Linked DNA regions of Mus musculus: region 1 is linked to region 2. Evidence: chromatin contacts called from public Micro-C data. All regions are on one chromosome and are shown on one strand. The core of a region is the stretch at or near the end of the contact, and the rest is flanking DNA. Distances in the headings are between cores, read along the strand shown. Region 1 holds the start of Otp (orthopedia homeobox). Region 2 holds the start of A830082K12Rik (RIKEN cDNA A830082K12 gene).

Evidence for each region. A called contact is a pair of places that touch in the nucleus more often than the background predicts.
Region 1: a contact with region 2 is called in a Micro-C map of embryonic stem cells, with 24 times the contacts expected there. The contact joins the promoter of Otp here to the promoter of A830082K12Rik in region 2. A contact is called at or near these places in 1 of 39 promoter capture datasets (cranial neural crest) and 1 of 484 Hi-C or Micro-C datasets (embryonic stem cells).

The regions. Positions count from the first base shown.
Region 1 is chr13:94,872,846-94,879,706 of GRCm38.p6, reverse strand. Otp (orthopedia homeobox) reads right to left here and starts at 4,071. Exons shown (of 3, transcript NM_011021.4): 1 at 3,901-4,071; 2 at 2,185-2,594. The coding sequence starts at 3,937.
Region 2 is chr13:78,196,602-78,203,893 of GRCm38.p6, reverse strand. It overlaps A830082K12Rik (RIKEN cDNA A830082K12 gene), which reads right to left and starts at 5,877. Exons shown (of 3, transcript NR_045195.1): 1 at 5,672-5,877. Nr2f1 (nuclear receptor subfamily 2, group F, member 1) reads left to right here and starts at 5,021. Exons shown (of 3, transcript NM_010151.3): 1 at 5,021-5,774. The coding sequence starts at 5,321.

The DNA.
Region 1 (6,861 bases), core at 2,822-5,321, about 17 Mb before region 2:
TCATTTTTAATCAGTGCAGTGGCCCACATACTGGAAAGAATGTGTGGCAATCTGTTAACTATAAAGAAAACTATGAAGCACTCATCATATAAGAATGTAAACCAATTACTATTTAATTTGAATTTGGTCAAGGAGCAATGGTACAGTGAATTGTGAAGTAAATACATTTCCCATAAATTATTTTCGCATTACGTTACATAATGTTAATCATTTTGAAATGTTAATTAAGAAGGTTATGTTGATCTGATTACTTTTTAAACTATGAAACATTATTTTTAAAAAATATTGAAATTGCTGTTCTATTAAATTGTTTTTATCAGTAGACTCAAGCTATTATCTTCGGTTGAACATTATGCTAGAACAATTAACATACTTTGTCTCTTTCTTCTTGCATATTCTTTTGTGTACTTTTTGAACATAACTACCACACAGTTTATATTTTATTTCATTTATAACTTTTTCTATTAAAAGAATCACTGCCATTAACCTTTGGAAGACCTAATAAAGTTTAATAGACCTCATTTTCTTTTTTAATAAAATCAGCCATCCAATTATATTTTATTTGTGATTCTAAGTTCTATTTTAATTTGAACTAATTACCAATATGTCTAGGTTAAGATACAGCACTGCACTCTTTTATACAAAAATTAATAGCAAAGATTTCTCTTGAGAGCAAAAAGTAAATTTGTGAACTTTGATTCTTCGATATTGAGCTTACAATCAAGTATTATTGTTGGATTGTATATTTCCATGACAGTTTGAACCCACACTTAAAAAGTGTAAGGTGAAGATTTAAAGAACATTTAATATGCCCGAACAATGTAATTAGTACTCTTCATATGTGTAATGTCTTTGCCCCATTGTTTAAGCTTTTCAGAGTTCACTAACAAATACCCAGATTTATATTTAATAAAAATATTAATCGTTGTGAATATTTATCTATTAATTTGACCATTTTAAGTCTCTGGGATATTCATTTCTTATTAGAACAAAGGTATGTATTCCCGTTTAGATGAACTACAAAATGCCGAATGGAAATAAATCCTGATTTCCTGACCAATCAAATGTAAAAGAACTGTAGTTCTTAAAGTTAATTTCCAAAATCAGGTAGCACTGGCTTAACAAATTATTTAACTTAGCACCCAGGATTCTAGAAGGAAAGGGAAAAAAGGTCCAAAGTAGAGAGAAAAATATTTTCAGCACCGTGGATAGCTCTCGGCAAGCGCAAAGCTTCTTCAAGGCGCCTGTCAATGAAATAGTACATATTGCCAGTCTTTGTAAAAGAAACAAGAAAGAAAATTGGGGTTTATTAATCTTATATTTTCTCTCCCAATTTTCAAAAGAGATACAGGTGAAATTTTCTAGATTTCATATAATTACAATTTAGAAAGTGGTTGGATAAAATATGGGCACAATAACAAATTCCTCCATTACAATTTAAGCTTTCTGGCCTGAAAAGTTCCTTCTTTGGGTCAAATATCCACAACAGACAGTGCTCATTTCCTGCTTTCCTCCTTAAGGGAAATCTTAATTATTTTATTAAAATTCAAGACCCAAATTTCATAGGTGGTGTAGTATTTTCGGCCAGTCCCTGCGCGTAAATCACCCAAGGCAAAAAAAGCCTTTGAAAACAACAAAGCTGAGGGTGTTTTGCCTGTAAGACGAAAGAAGGTGATATTTTAAGAGAATAAAACCACACCTGGAAGTTTGAGTACTCCACCCCGCTTTTTAAAGACACCAACTGCACTGTGGTTCCTCTTCCTTGTTTCCTGTATTATTATGAAATGCCCCCCATTTATCCAAATGCATAATAGAAACTCATTACGGGGTAATGAAACACTTGTCAATAGAGCTGGAGCAAGGTGCGCGCTGGGCTTAGCTTCTGGGGAGACGAGAAGGTTCCCATCTTTGTTGGAAGAAGTTGGACTTGGGCCCCGCAGCCCCATAACACCGGGCTGCTTTTGAGGAGTTTTGAGATGAGGGATGGGGCTACAATGGAGGAAGTCCATGGGGGCCTGTGATCATCCTAGCCAATATTTGGACAGAGTATGGTATCCTCCGACCCAGGAACGTAGAAACAACAAGCGCGCAGCTCGGGATCCCAGCAGAGCACAATACCTACTCCGTGCTCTAATCCTCCCCTTCCCTCCTTGCCTTCCTCCCCTGAGCCCAAGCCCGCCTTACCTGCACCCGCGACTCGGTCAGCCCGATACGCAGCGCTAGCTCCTCACGCATGAAGATGTCGGGGTAGTGAGTCTTGGCGAAGCTCCTCTCCAATTCGTTGAGCTGTGCTGGGGTGAAGCGTGTCCGGTGGCGCTTCTGTTTCTGTTGGCCCTGCTGTTGGCCGGCTTGGCTGGGGTTGGGGCCGCCCTGGGGCCCCGGCTGCTTGTCTGGGTCTTTGGCGCTCACCGCCAGCGAAGCAGGGGTAGAGCCCACGGTGGTGATGTCCTCGCCCGGCAGCAGAGTGGCTCCTTCGACCGGGTCCGAGTTGGGTGCCAGGTCCCCTGGATGACCCCCAGGGTCAGAGCCCCCCACACCCAGCCTACACTTCACCGCCTCCCGGTGGCCCAGAAGCTCGGCGGCATCTTTCATACCTGAGGAGGGAAAGGGATCTCGATCAGTACTGTCCTGGCGACGTGAGGAGCCGGTGACTTCCCTGAGAGGTTCTGCTTCAGCCCCATCCACCGCTCCCTCTGCGCCCACGCTTGCCCCGAGGCGGAAACTGCCTGGTCCTCAGCCCGGTTTCCCAGGAATTGGACAGCTAGGTTGAAATAGCATCTCCTGGCCTCCTTCTCTCCACAGCCCGCTCTGGTGCTTCACAGCTCCGGCCTTCGTGTCTCCCACAAAACAAAACAAAAAACAAAACAAAAACAAAAACAAAAAAACCACTCCCAGGCCTGACAATGAAACACACCCGAGTCCTTTCACTAACTGTAACCCTGGTGTCCCAGGAAACCTTGAGAAAATTCTTAGTCGGGTGGTGCGGGAGAAAAAGAAATCAAGAGAGAGCCTTTGGAGGCTGCTCCTCCTGAGCAAAGGCGCTAAATGAACTCTGGCCAATTCCCTCTGACTTTCGGAAGATGAATATGTCTCCAAGCCTTCCACCTCTCAAAATAAGCCCAAATCAGCTCCGCCTCCCCCTCAAATCAGAGAAAGTGTTTGGGAAACGGAGTCACATCCATCACTAAAGCTCCCCAAGCCTGAAGCCCAGAACTTGGTAACCCAGATAGCTTCAAAGAAATTTAAGTAAACTCTATAGCCATAACAGTGAATCAAACTTTAGAGAATTCAACTTTTCTCTCCCGAGAAATAAACGGCTCGTCCCTCCCCGTCACTGGTAACACCGAGTCCCTTGTAGAAGGCAGGGATGCCCGAGAGGATGAGTTGGGCTTTTCTTCTCAACCAGCACACTTAGCAAATCCACCTTCATACAGCGGCTTCTCCTTCACAAAGGAGAAGATTTTTTTTTAAAAAAAGAAAACAAATTTAAGCACACTTAGAGGAGAAGGTGATGATAGAAAGGAAGAAGGGGAAAAAGGGATGAAAGAAATTCCAAATCAAAGCAAACAAGAGTGGAAAAAGAGAGAAACACCTCCAAACAAATTATCGCGGGCTAGAACTCCTTCCAAAAATAATAATATTAATAATGAAGGGGAGAGAGAAAGAAAAAAATAAGAAAAACAAAAAGGTGTCAGCATCCCCAACTCCGTTTTGTTTTGGAATCTACATATTCCATAGATTTTTTTTAAGACGATGTTAAATCAAATTAAACTTTAATACAGCACAATTACTTTTAAAGAAATTAGTCCATTTAGGGCGCATTAAGGTAAAATAAGGAACAAATTGACAATTTCCTGCCCCGGCTTCTCCTGGCTGCCCGGGTGAGAGGCGCTCACTCACCTAGCCTGGCGTCCAGGAGGTCGGCGTGAGACAGCATCGCGCACCGCTCCAGGGCGAAAGCTGTTCCCCCCCAAATTTTAGCGGCTTTAAGTTATTTAAAATAGATATAAGCTATAAGCTATACGATATAGATATATATAGATCACCTAAATGAAAGAAAATTCGGTTTGTGGTTAAAAAGGGGGCTTCTTGCATTATAATGTCCTTTAGAGAGACGGGGAGGTGCTTAACAGATGAATGAACCCGTGAGCAGCTCGGCGAGGGGACCAATCAGGAGGGCAGCCTGCAAATGTCAGCGCCCGGAGAGTCCCCCACTCCGCCCGCCCGCCCGCCTGCGCCTGCCGGGAGGAGGCGGCGGCCGCAGCCCAGGCAGCTCCAGCCTCCAGCAGCCGCTAAAGCAGCAGCGGCCACCTTGGCCTCGCCCTGGGCCTCTGGGCCGAGCCTCGGTCAGTTCTTCCCAGAGATTTTCTCCGGGCACATCTCCCCTTTCCTTGTCCTGCCTTGCTCGCTTCACAGGCTCTGTGTATCAGAGCTAGGGTGTCCCTGGAACGGGGGCAGTTCAGACACCAAAGCAGGACATGACCTCTGCATGACCTGAGAGTCGCCACCCCCAGCCCACACACATCCCACCGCACCCGCGCCCCCGCTGCCCCTGCTCGTGCCAGCTAGGGGACACTGGACCGCGGTAGTCAAAGCCCTAGCTCACCAGGCAGCCAAGCTACCATCTCTAGAACGACCCTAAATTTCTGCCACTGTTCTGCAGGCCTTCTCTAGAGACCCAGACTCTGGCCTACTGAGCCCCAATCCCATTGCAAGCCTAGAAAATAAAGAGGAAGTTGCCCCCCCACCACCACCCCGCCAAGGTCCCCTGTCCGCTTTGGGGGAGGGGGAGACTTCATGAAGTGAGCCTTCCTCCAGAACTCCAGAAGCTGCGTTCCAGGGCCACCTGCCCGATAGGCCTACACTCTCACCCAGGTCCCAACCTGCTCTTTCGGTCAAAGTTTCTAAGTTCAGCTAGACGACCAAAGCCACTTAAGGCAGTAAATAAAGTTAACCGCTCTTTATTTTCCTCTTGGATGTGTTAAACTACTTGAACAATTTAAAGTGCTTTTGCACAAGTGAAGCGAACCATTTCTAATGTTCTGATTTTTCAGAGCCAGCCAACAACAAAGTTTAGATTAGTAATATATTTCTAACCAGAGTAATTTTCAAGATCATTAGGCATTTATGTAATTAGTGCCAAATCTATAAGCTTTTATTACGATTATTAGAGTAAAATCAGTATAAATTTGTACTAATTTACTACTGTTTAGACTTGGCTGCCAAGCCCAGAGGTTCTTATTGTAAATGATAACTGAGGAAATTAAGTGCAAAATTCTGTACCGTTTCTGATCTGCTCCCAAACAATCCGTTTCAATTGTATTTGCAGCAGAACATGATGCCCCTTTAAAGTTATTTGACTTGTATTTTTATTTGCAACACAAGAAAAATGCCCTCTACCCAAGGCAAAATGAAAACTGATATTTACTGCTCCCAACTTGATTAACATTGATTTTTAATTCGAGGGTGATGCAATTAAGATTATTCATTTAGTGCAAATAAAGCTTCCACAAAGGGTGGCCCTCTGAAGTCTGTTTTAAATAATACCGAACAAATGGCTTTTTTTGTTCGTCGCCCAATTGACTTACACAAAACATTGAAAATGCTGCCCGAGAGCAGATGCGAGGGTGTGTGTGTGTGTGTGTGTGTGTGTGTGTGTGTGTGTGTGTCTGTGTCCTTTACTCTGTGTGTGACAGGGAAGAGCAAGGAGACAAAGGAGGCGGCGAAGCAACTCTGGGGCAGTTTTGTTTCCTCCTCGTCCTCAGCCCTTTTCAAAGTCCTGCGGTGCCCAACCCGGGTGCGCGCGTCTGCACCGGGGCACACTCGCTTGTGAGTGCAGGGTCTGGGCTACGTGGGTGTCGCAGAGCGCCGGAGAACGCTCACTCCGCAGCTCGGGACCTGGCGGGGCTGCAGTGGCCGCCGGGCAGCGGGTACCAACCGGGCCTAGCAGGAGCTGGGCGCCGCGAAGCCGGGGGTGCGCTCTAGGAGGAGCCTAGGCGACTCTAGCACGCCTGGGAGCCTCGGGGGCTTTCGGCCAGCGCCTGGTGTGCTATCCAGAACGGTTTTTCCTGAAAGGGAAATCCCAAGCCCTAAAGCAAACCGAGCCCCTCTGGTAGCAGCTTGATTTTCTCTATACACCTCCCACTCCCCATTTTGACAACTCGGCCGCGATCAGCAGGAGGGGACAGTTCAGCCTTCCAGGGCGGGACTGTACGCTCTGGACCTGGCACAAGAGCACGCACCTGGGACTGCCCCCGGGTTTCAAACTACCAAGGAGGGGTTTTCTGGGTATTCAGGCCTGAAAGGCAGGTAGAGGTGTAGTCAAGTGGCTAAAGAAGGAACCAGAAGGTGGAGTACAGAAGGTGGAATAGCGGTCGCCTGCTCGGTAGAAGAGTCTAAGAAGTCCGGTCCTGCGGTGACCTGGCTGCTTAAGTGAGAGACTTGAGAGGTCACCTGGGAAGAGAACAGGCGCGAGCTTACAAGTGTGTGCTCACAAGCGCTGGTGCCCGCTCCCGCAGCAGCCCTGTATCTGCTGCCTTCCTTGCCTGGCGTCCTCACATGTACTCGCTCGTATATTCTGCTTTGTTGTATCTTTCAGGTCGATAAATAAATGTGTAATAGTTAATGTGAAGACACATCAGAGTAATAACAATGGGACAAAATCAAAGGATTATCCATCTCTGTTAGTAACCACTGAATAACAATGTTGCAGCGTGATTGATAGCCCGCTTCATTTTATGACTTTTCTATTGGTCTTGATTTTTATAGCAGTGTAAACAAACTAAATCATTTCTTCCAAGACTTCAGAGCACAAGCACCTCAGAGAAGGGAGGGAGGGAGGAAAGAGGAAAAAAGAAAAAG
Region 2 (7,292 bases), core at 4,628-7,127:
TCAATCTAAGTCCCAGAGGCCTTTTTGCAAGTTTGGAAGCTTGGGGCGGGGTAGGAACCCAGGAAGGAGAAGCCACAGTGAGGATGTGTGGACGCCATCTCTCCCGCTGAGTCTCGGCTGGCCCAGCAGCTTTGTTGCGGGACTTGACCCCCGACTAGCCCTTCCAGGCAGGGCTGACTCATTCAAGAGCCCACCCAGCCCCCGGGCGCGGTCCCGCGTGTCCGTTCCCCACCCCCACCCGTTCCTAGCGAGCCCGCCCTGCGCGCCCTCTGACGCAAACGCGCGCCCCTGCCAGGCGCAGGGAAGGTGGGGGGTGGGGTGGGTGAGCGTTCCTGTTGGTTTTAATTGAAGCTCTTCCTTTCACACACACAACCTCGGTTCCCACTCCTGGGAGGCGACCCCCTCCCCGCCCCCAGCCCGCCTAGCCCAGCGAGTAGAATCTAGCTCTACTCTACCTCACAGCTCTGCACGGCCACCGAGGTTCTGTGCTTTGGAGAACCGCTGTCCCCTTTAATCCGCTGACACTATCGCCCACATCAAACGGGCAGCCATCGATTGCCTTATTTTATTCGGGGCGACCTCAGGCTGGCGACTGAGCGCGACTCGCGAAGTCCTGTCTGCGGCGCGGCTAGGCACAGGTGCCGAGGCCGGCGGGCTCCACGGCTTCTCCATCTCTGCAAGCTGCAGGCTGGCCGCGCGGAAGCTAAACTTGATGCAATCTCGGGTCCCCTGCCCACGTAGCGTTTCCCGCTCCGGGTGGGAGAGGTTAGTGAGAGGACCTGTTTTGGGTTTGGACTGATGGGCTGGCAAGGATCCTCTCCTCCAAGGAGGCGTACCTTCCAGGCCCGGACGAAAGTTCTCCGGGTCCTACCTGGGCTGCCTTGACTGTTTATCTAGGCTGGCGAGGACGAGTAACGATTGCCTTTCTACCTAGCCACGTTATCGAAGATTACAGACCCCAAGTTTCAAAACACACACACACACACACACACACACACACACACACACACACACGATTATCTTTGCGTTACTTGCCTGGTACGGCAGGGCTTGGCCGAGTCTCACTTCTGGTGCCCACCGTGTACAGCCCAGAGTCCGAGGGAGACTAGGCATGCAGACCCCGCACCCAGCAGGCCTCCGGTTCCCGGACGCTTGCTTTTTGCTTCCTCTCCCACTGTTTTGTGACTCTTCCCTCCCCCAGCCTCCCTTTCTCTGCTGCGTTCCGCTGCTCACTACTCCCTGTCTCTGATTGTTTGGGGAGTAAAATTTAGAATTTCTATATAAACAGCGCGCACACGCTCTCTCTCTCCTCTTTCCTTCCTTCCTTCCTTCCTTCCTTCCTTCCTTCCTCCCTCCCTCCCTCCCTCCCTCCCCCCTCCCTTCCTTCCCTCCTTTTTTTTATCATATCAATTTCACCTTTAAACGAACCGGAAGACTTGATCACGAATATTAGGGCTGAGAGGCTAAGGCCAGGAGCCCCTGCCACCCCATGTCCCGCCTCTCCATCATCTGCGTACAATGGGCCGCAGCACGCAGAATGCAGTCTCCATTATTCCAAATAGAAGGGCATACATAAGAAAGTCTTTATTCTGCTCTTTAAAAAAAATATATATCACTGGCCACTAAGTGGTAGATCCCAGAGACCAAAAAGCGCAAAGCGTGCCCCAAACACTCAGCGCTTTCTAAAGCCCTCACTAGTGAGATTTAAAGTGGGAACCAGTATTAATAGCCAAACCCTACCTCTTTCCATACAACTTGGCCATTTACTTCCACCTTTACCTTGGGGCGCTCGGAACGCTTGAGACAAACTTTTACGCTCTCCCTAGTTGAGGGCTGGTAAGAGGGACTCTCACTCCCACTCCCACTTCGGGTGGAGGCAGCCGTGGCTTTGTCACTCTGCCGCCCTGTGCCTGCCTGAGCCTGCGGATGAGAGCGATCTTAAAACGAGGGGGGTTGCGAGTGTGGGATTGGAGAATATGTAACTAATAGAAGTATCGTTTTCCCCAGTACCATCTTTCAAGGAAAAAAAAATTCCATTGAAAGAATTTTCAAAGTGCTGTCTTGGTTTGGAGAAAAGGCACTGGTTGCCAATGAGGAGGGGAGGAGGGACTCGGCTGCGTGCCGCCTGAGAGCGGCTCCCGTCCGCTAGGTGGCAGGCCGACCTAGCGATTCCTGCAAGGCCCGCGGCGGGACCCGCTCCTCCTGCCTACCCCTCCTTTTGCGACCAATCACCTTCGGGAATGGGGTCTCAGTCACACACACCCCAACACACACACACACACACACACACACACACACACACACACCACCACCACCACCACCACCACCACCACCACCACCACCACCACCACCACCACCACACAGCGAGTGAGAGACTCAGTCTCTTCCTCCTCCTCCTCCTCCTCCTCCTCTCCCCCTCCCCCTCCCCCTCCGTTTCCCACTTCTCGTCCCCTCCCCTCCTCCCCTCTCCCTCTTCCCCGTCTTCTCGTTCGTTCGTTTGCTCTTTTCCTGTGACTGACTTGTCCGCACTAACAGCCGCCCCACAACAATATGAGGAGTTACAAATGCTTTATTAATAATCATTGAAGCATTGTTTGGAGTTTGAGCATCCTGGGAATAAAAATGATGAAAAAGGAAAAAGAGGATTGATTGGAAAGTTTATTTTAAGATCATCTTTGGGATGAATAGGAATCATCGATTCGGATCGAATTTGTGGCAGTAGCTGCAGTTTCATGTGTGTGCTTTGTCGTAATTACGCCTCCGAAACTATGATATACTTCAGATTTTTAAATGAGGAGGCTTTTCATAATTATATAAAATGAGCGGGATACAGACTAAGATTATATTGAATGTGAACTAAGATTCTAAACCAAGTAGACTTCACAAATCATTAAAATGATGGAGTTTTTTTCCTCATTAATTTTTTTCTTAACGTTTTCAGTGCCACTCCTTACGCTCATAAAACCTAATTCTGAAAAGTTTTCATAAGATATACAGTAATTTCTTTCTCCTCGTTTTTTCCCATCACAACGCGTTCTCCCCTCATCATCCCTTTCCCCTCGTGTGTGTGTGTGTGTGTGTGTGTGTGTGTGTGTGTGTGTGACCATACACGACCCATACTAATCAGGTCTCAGAGTAAATAGCAGCGCAGGGCGATCTCAATGTAAATTATGCTTGTCAGAAGCACCCCCCCCCTCACTTTCTCTTCTCCTCCCCTCGACATCCCAGACTGTAGGTAGCTGGGGGGAGGGGAAAAGGACTTTCCAACCAATGGCGTGAAGGAGGCTTGGCTAACCTTAGCCTCCCATTTTCTCTCCCCCCCCCCACCCCCCATTCAGGGCTCTGACCAGTCAGTCGCCTTTGATTATCAGTTGCCAGCAGCCCTTCTCTTGGCTCCTTGACACGAGCTCCATATAAGGCAGAGATCTCCATAGAAACGTGTCAGTTTCAATAGTAGTGTCAAAGTTCACTATATACAGACATTCGCGCAGATCCCCCTTTCGGAAACATTGCTCTGAGTGTCCTCCCGTTTAAACGCATTCAATTTTTTGGTCCCTCTCCTCTCCTCTCCTCTCCTCTCCTCTCCTCTCCTCTCCTCTCCTCTCCTCTCCTCTCCTCTCCTCTCCTCTCCTCTCCTCTCGCCCCTCTCTCCCTCCTCTCCTTTCTCTCACCCACTCTCCTCTTGCCCTATCTCTCCCCCTTTCTTTTCCTTACATATTCTACTAGTTGTCGCCCTTCCTCTTTCTCTCCCTCCTTTTCTCTTTCACTCCTTTCCTCTAGAAGAGAGAAGACTAAACTTGAAAAAAAAAGGAGGAGGAGGCACCCCTCAGTATTCTTCTTATCGTTATTATATATATATATGTATGTATATATATATATATATATATGATTTTTTTTGGAGGGAGGGTGTTGGTTCCCAGCTGAAGAGCACTTATTTAAAATACTAAAAAAAGAACATTTTTGGGCGATCTCCAGGGTTTTTTAACTAGCTCTGTGTGTTATAGCAGAAGAAGCAGAAGAAGCAAGAAAGAGGAAAAGAAGAGGATTATTTATTCGACCTACTTTGGATGTCTCTCTCGCTTTCTCTTTTTCCTTATTTTCTCAAGCATTTTCTTCTGATTTTTATTTTTTTCCTATTTCGCTGTGAATTCGTCGCTGGCGTGAATTATCTCGTATTTTTCTCCCCCTTCCGTCACCTCCCGAAAGAAGAAGGCAGAGAGAACCCGGCGCCACCCGCACAACAAAAAGAGCAAAGTGTGTGATCTTCCTCGCCGGCTGCCTCCCGCTCTCCAGCGCTGCCTTCCTGAATGGCTGGCTGCGTCCGGCCCTGGACCTGGCCCCCAGACACCCGAGCGCCCTGATCCTCGCCGGCAGCTTCGTCCCGATCCTGCTCGACTCTCCCAGCTCCCCGCACTCTTGAAACCGGGCGAGGGCTCCCGCCAGGACAGCGGCGGCGGCACGGGCAGCACCGGCCTCGGCTCGCTCTCGGGCTGCGGCCCCGACTCCGGCTCGGACTCCCGCCCGGGCCCGGGCTCCTCCAGCGGAGCACGCAGCGGCGGCCAGCTCCTCCAGCAGCGTCTGCAGCCGCGACCTCCTCCTCCGCGGCCGCCGCCGCCCTCGCCGCTTCCTCTATGTCGGCTCAGCCCGCGCTCTGCGCGTAGCCCCAGCGGCCAGCGGCCAGCGGGCGGGCGGGCGGGCGGGCGGGCGCCCGGCGCGGGTGAGCGAGTGTGTGTGCGAGTGTGTGTGTGCGCGGGGGTGCGGGCGAGGCGGAGGGCGAGAGTGTGCGCGCGCCGTGGCCCATGCCCGCCGCCCCCGGCGCTGCGCCCCGCGCCGCTCCCGGCTGCCGCCTGTGCCATTTCTGATTTTGCAAGTTGGGGAAGAAGAAAAAAGCGAGAGAAGGGAGCTCGCTCGCTGGGGGGTGGGGAGGGGGGAGAGAGAGAGAGGCCCCCCCAGGAACGGAGTGCGGGGGGAGCGGGCGAGGGGAGCAGGGGTGTTGGGGGGGGGGAGCCTGAGAGCCTGGGGGGGCTGCAAAAAGAGAGAAAGAAAACAGCAGGAACCACAACAAAACGCCAGCAGGGCGGGCGGGCGCGCAGCAGCAGCGGGGCGGCTGAGGCAGTAACGGCGGCGGCGGCGGCGGCGGCGCAGGCAGAGGCCGGTGCCCGGCTCGGGCTCGGCTCCGGCGACCCCGGGGCGCCCGGTGGGCCCCCCGCCCCCTCCCCCTCCCCCCTTCCCCTTCCCCTTCCCCTCCCAGCGCGCCCGCGCGCCCCGCGGCCCTCGGCGAGCAGCTCGGCTCCCCCCAGCGCTCCCTGGGCCCAAAGATATGGCAATGGTAGTTAGCAGCTGGCGAGATCCGCAGGACGACGTGGCCGGGGGCAACCCCGGCGGCCCCAACCCCGCAGCGCAGGCAGCCCGCGGCGGCGGCGGCGGCGAGCAGCAGCAGGCGGGCTCCGGCGCGCCGCACACGCCGCAGACCCCGGGCCAGCCCGGAGCGCCCGCCACCCCCGGCACGGCAGGGGACAAGGGCCAGGGCCCGCCCGGTTCAGGCCAGAGCCAGCAGCACATCGAGTGCGTGGTGTGCGGGGACAAGTCGAGCGGCAAGCACTACGGCCAATTCACCTGCGAGGGCTGCAAAAGTTTCTTCAAGAGGAGCGTCCGCAGGAACTTAACTTACACATGCCGTGCCAACAGGAACTGTCCCATCGACCAGCACCACCGCAACCAGTGCCAATACTGCCGCCTCAAGAAGTGCCTCAAAGTGGGCATGAGGCGGGAAGGTGAATATTTCTTCTCTGCTTCTCTCCCTGCGCTTCGCCCGCCTCCCTGCTCTTTCTTTCTCTCTCGCCTTGGTGCCTGTGGCTGTGGGGATGGGGCTTCTGTGGTCCCAGCCGGTCCGGGCTTCCCAGTCTTCGCTGCTTTCCTCCCCCAGCGTCCCCCCCCCCCCAGCTCGCTGCCGCTGCCTCCCCCTCCCGCCCTGCGCTCCTCTCCCCGGCTCCTCCACCCCGCCCGCTGCCTGCTCAAGATTGTGTCCCTGGGATCGTGAGCTGTAGCTTAAAAATCCCTCCCTTCCTCTGTTGGATGTGCTCCGTGTGTGTCTCGTTCCCGCTTGTGTGTGAGGATGCTTGGGGCTGTGCTAGCATGAACTTGGGAGGGGTGATGATTTTCTGCAGAAAACCGTTTCTCTCCGTGTGTGTTTTTGTTTTTTGGTTTTTTTTGTTTTTCCCATTCTACTTTCTCCTCTGCCTCATCGTACCTTTTATTTATAATGGGAGAGGACTGGGGCTGGAGGACCCTGAACCATAGATTCATTGCTGCCACCATCCTTTAGGAAGCTTAGCTTGGAAAAAGAGGAGTGAGATTTATTGCACTTGTAGGTCTAATTAGGGGGGAAGGGGGGCTTCTGGCCTGTTCACTGGCTCCCTCTCCTCTTCAGGGATCTGGGGCCGCCTCCTCCCGAGCTGTGGCCTTGTTTTCACCCCTATACTTTGAAAGGAAAGTTTGTGACTGAACCCTGCTTTCATAGTAGTGTCATTTTTAAAGCTTGATACTCGTTTTATTTCTTCATCAAACTCCACCCTCTGCTTAAATACTGCATACAAATTACAATTTACAACGGCATTTACCGATCCTTCTGATCTGGCTATAATGCACAGACTGCAGCTGGCTTGAGCTTCTGCATCATTTAATCGATGTGTGAGATTTTTTTTTTATTAAGCACAACTTTTGATGTTTAATTTGGATATGCTTCATATTCATGTGGCATGAGATGGAACACTTTTCTTACAAATATATTTAGCGGTTTATAGTTAAAGTTTATCTCCTGGCAATCATTAAACATATCTTATAGTCAAATTAGTGAACCAGTCAATTTCGAAGAACATAGATTACTTCTTCTTGTAATTGACTTCAAAATTATATTTTATATGCCACAAGAAAAGAAATTGAATTCCTTCAGATCTCAAGGAGAAGGCAAATATGACGACTCCATTGCTAGCTCCAGGGAGATTGTTTAGGCATCTGAAAAAAAAAAAAACAAAAAACAAAAAAAAACAAAAAAACTTTGAATTGTGCTCTCATTTAATTGAAAAATAACTGCCAAGTTCAAAACTATAATTAGAAAAAGTATTCTAACCATTGTGTTTCAAAGAGCGTAAACCGCACTGAAACTCTTGTTGGAATTAGAACCAAAGAAAATGATGTAGAGCCTGAGGTAGGACAGCTCTGTGGACATGGACCTCGCTCTACTAATTTGTTGGGGGATGGCAGTTCAGTAGCCCTAACTTTCCCTAGAGTTG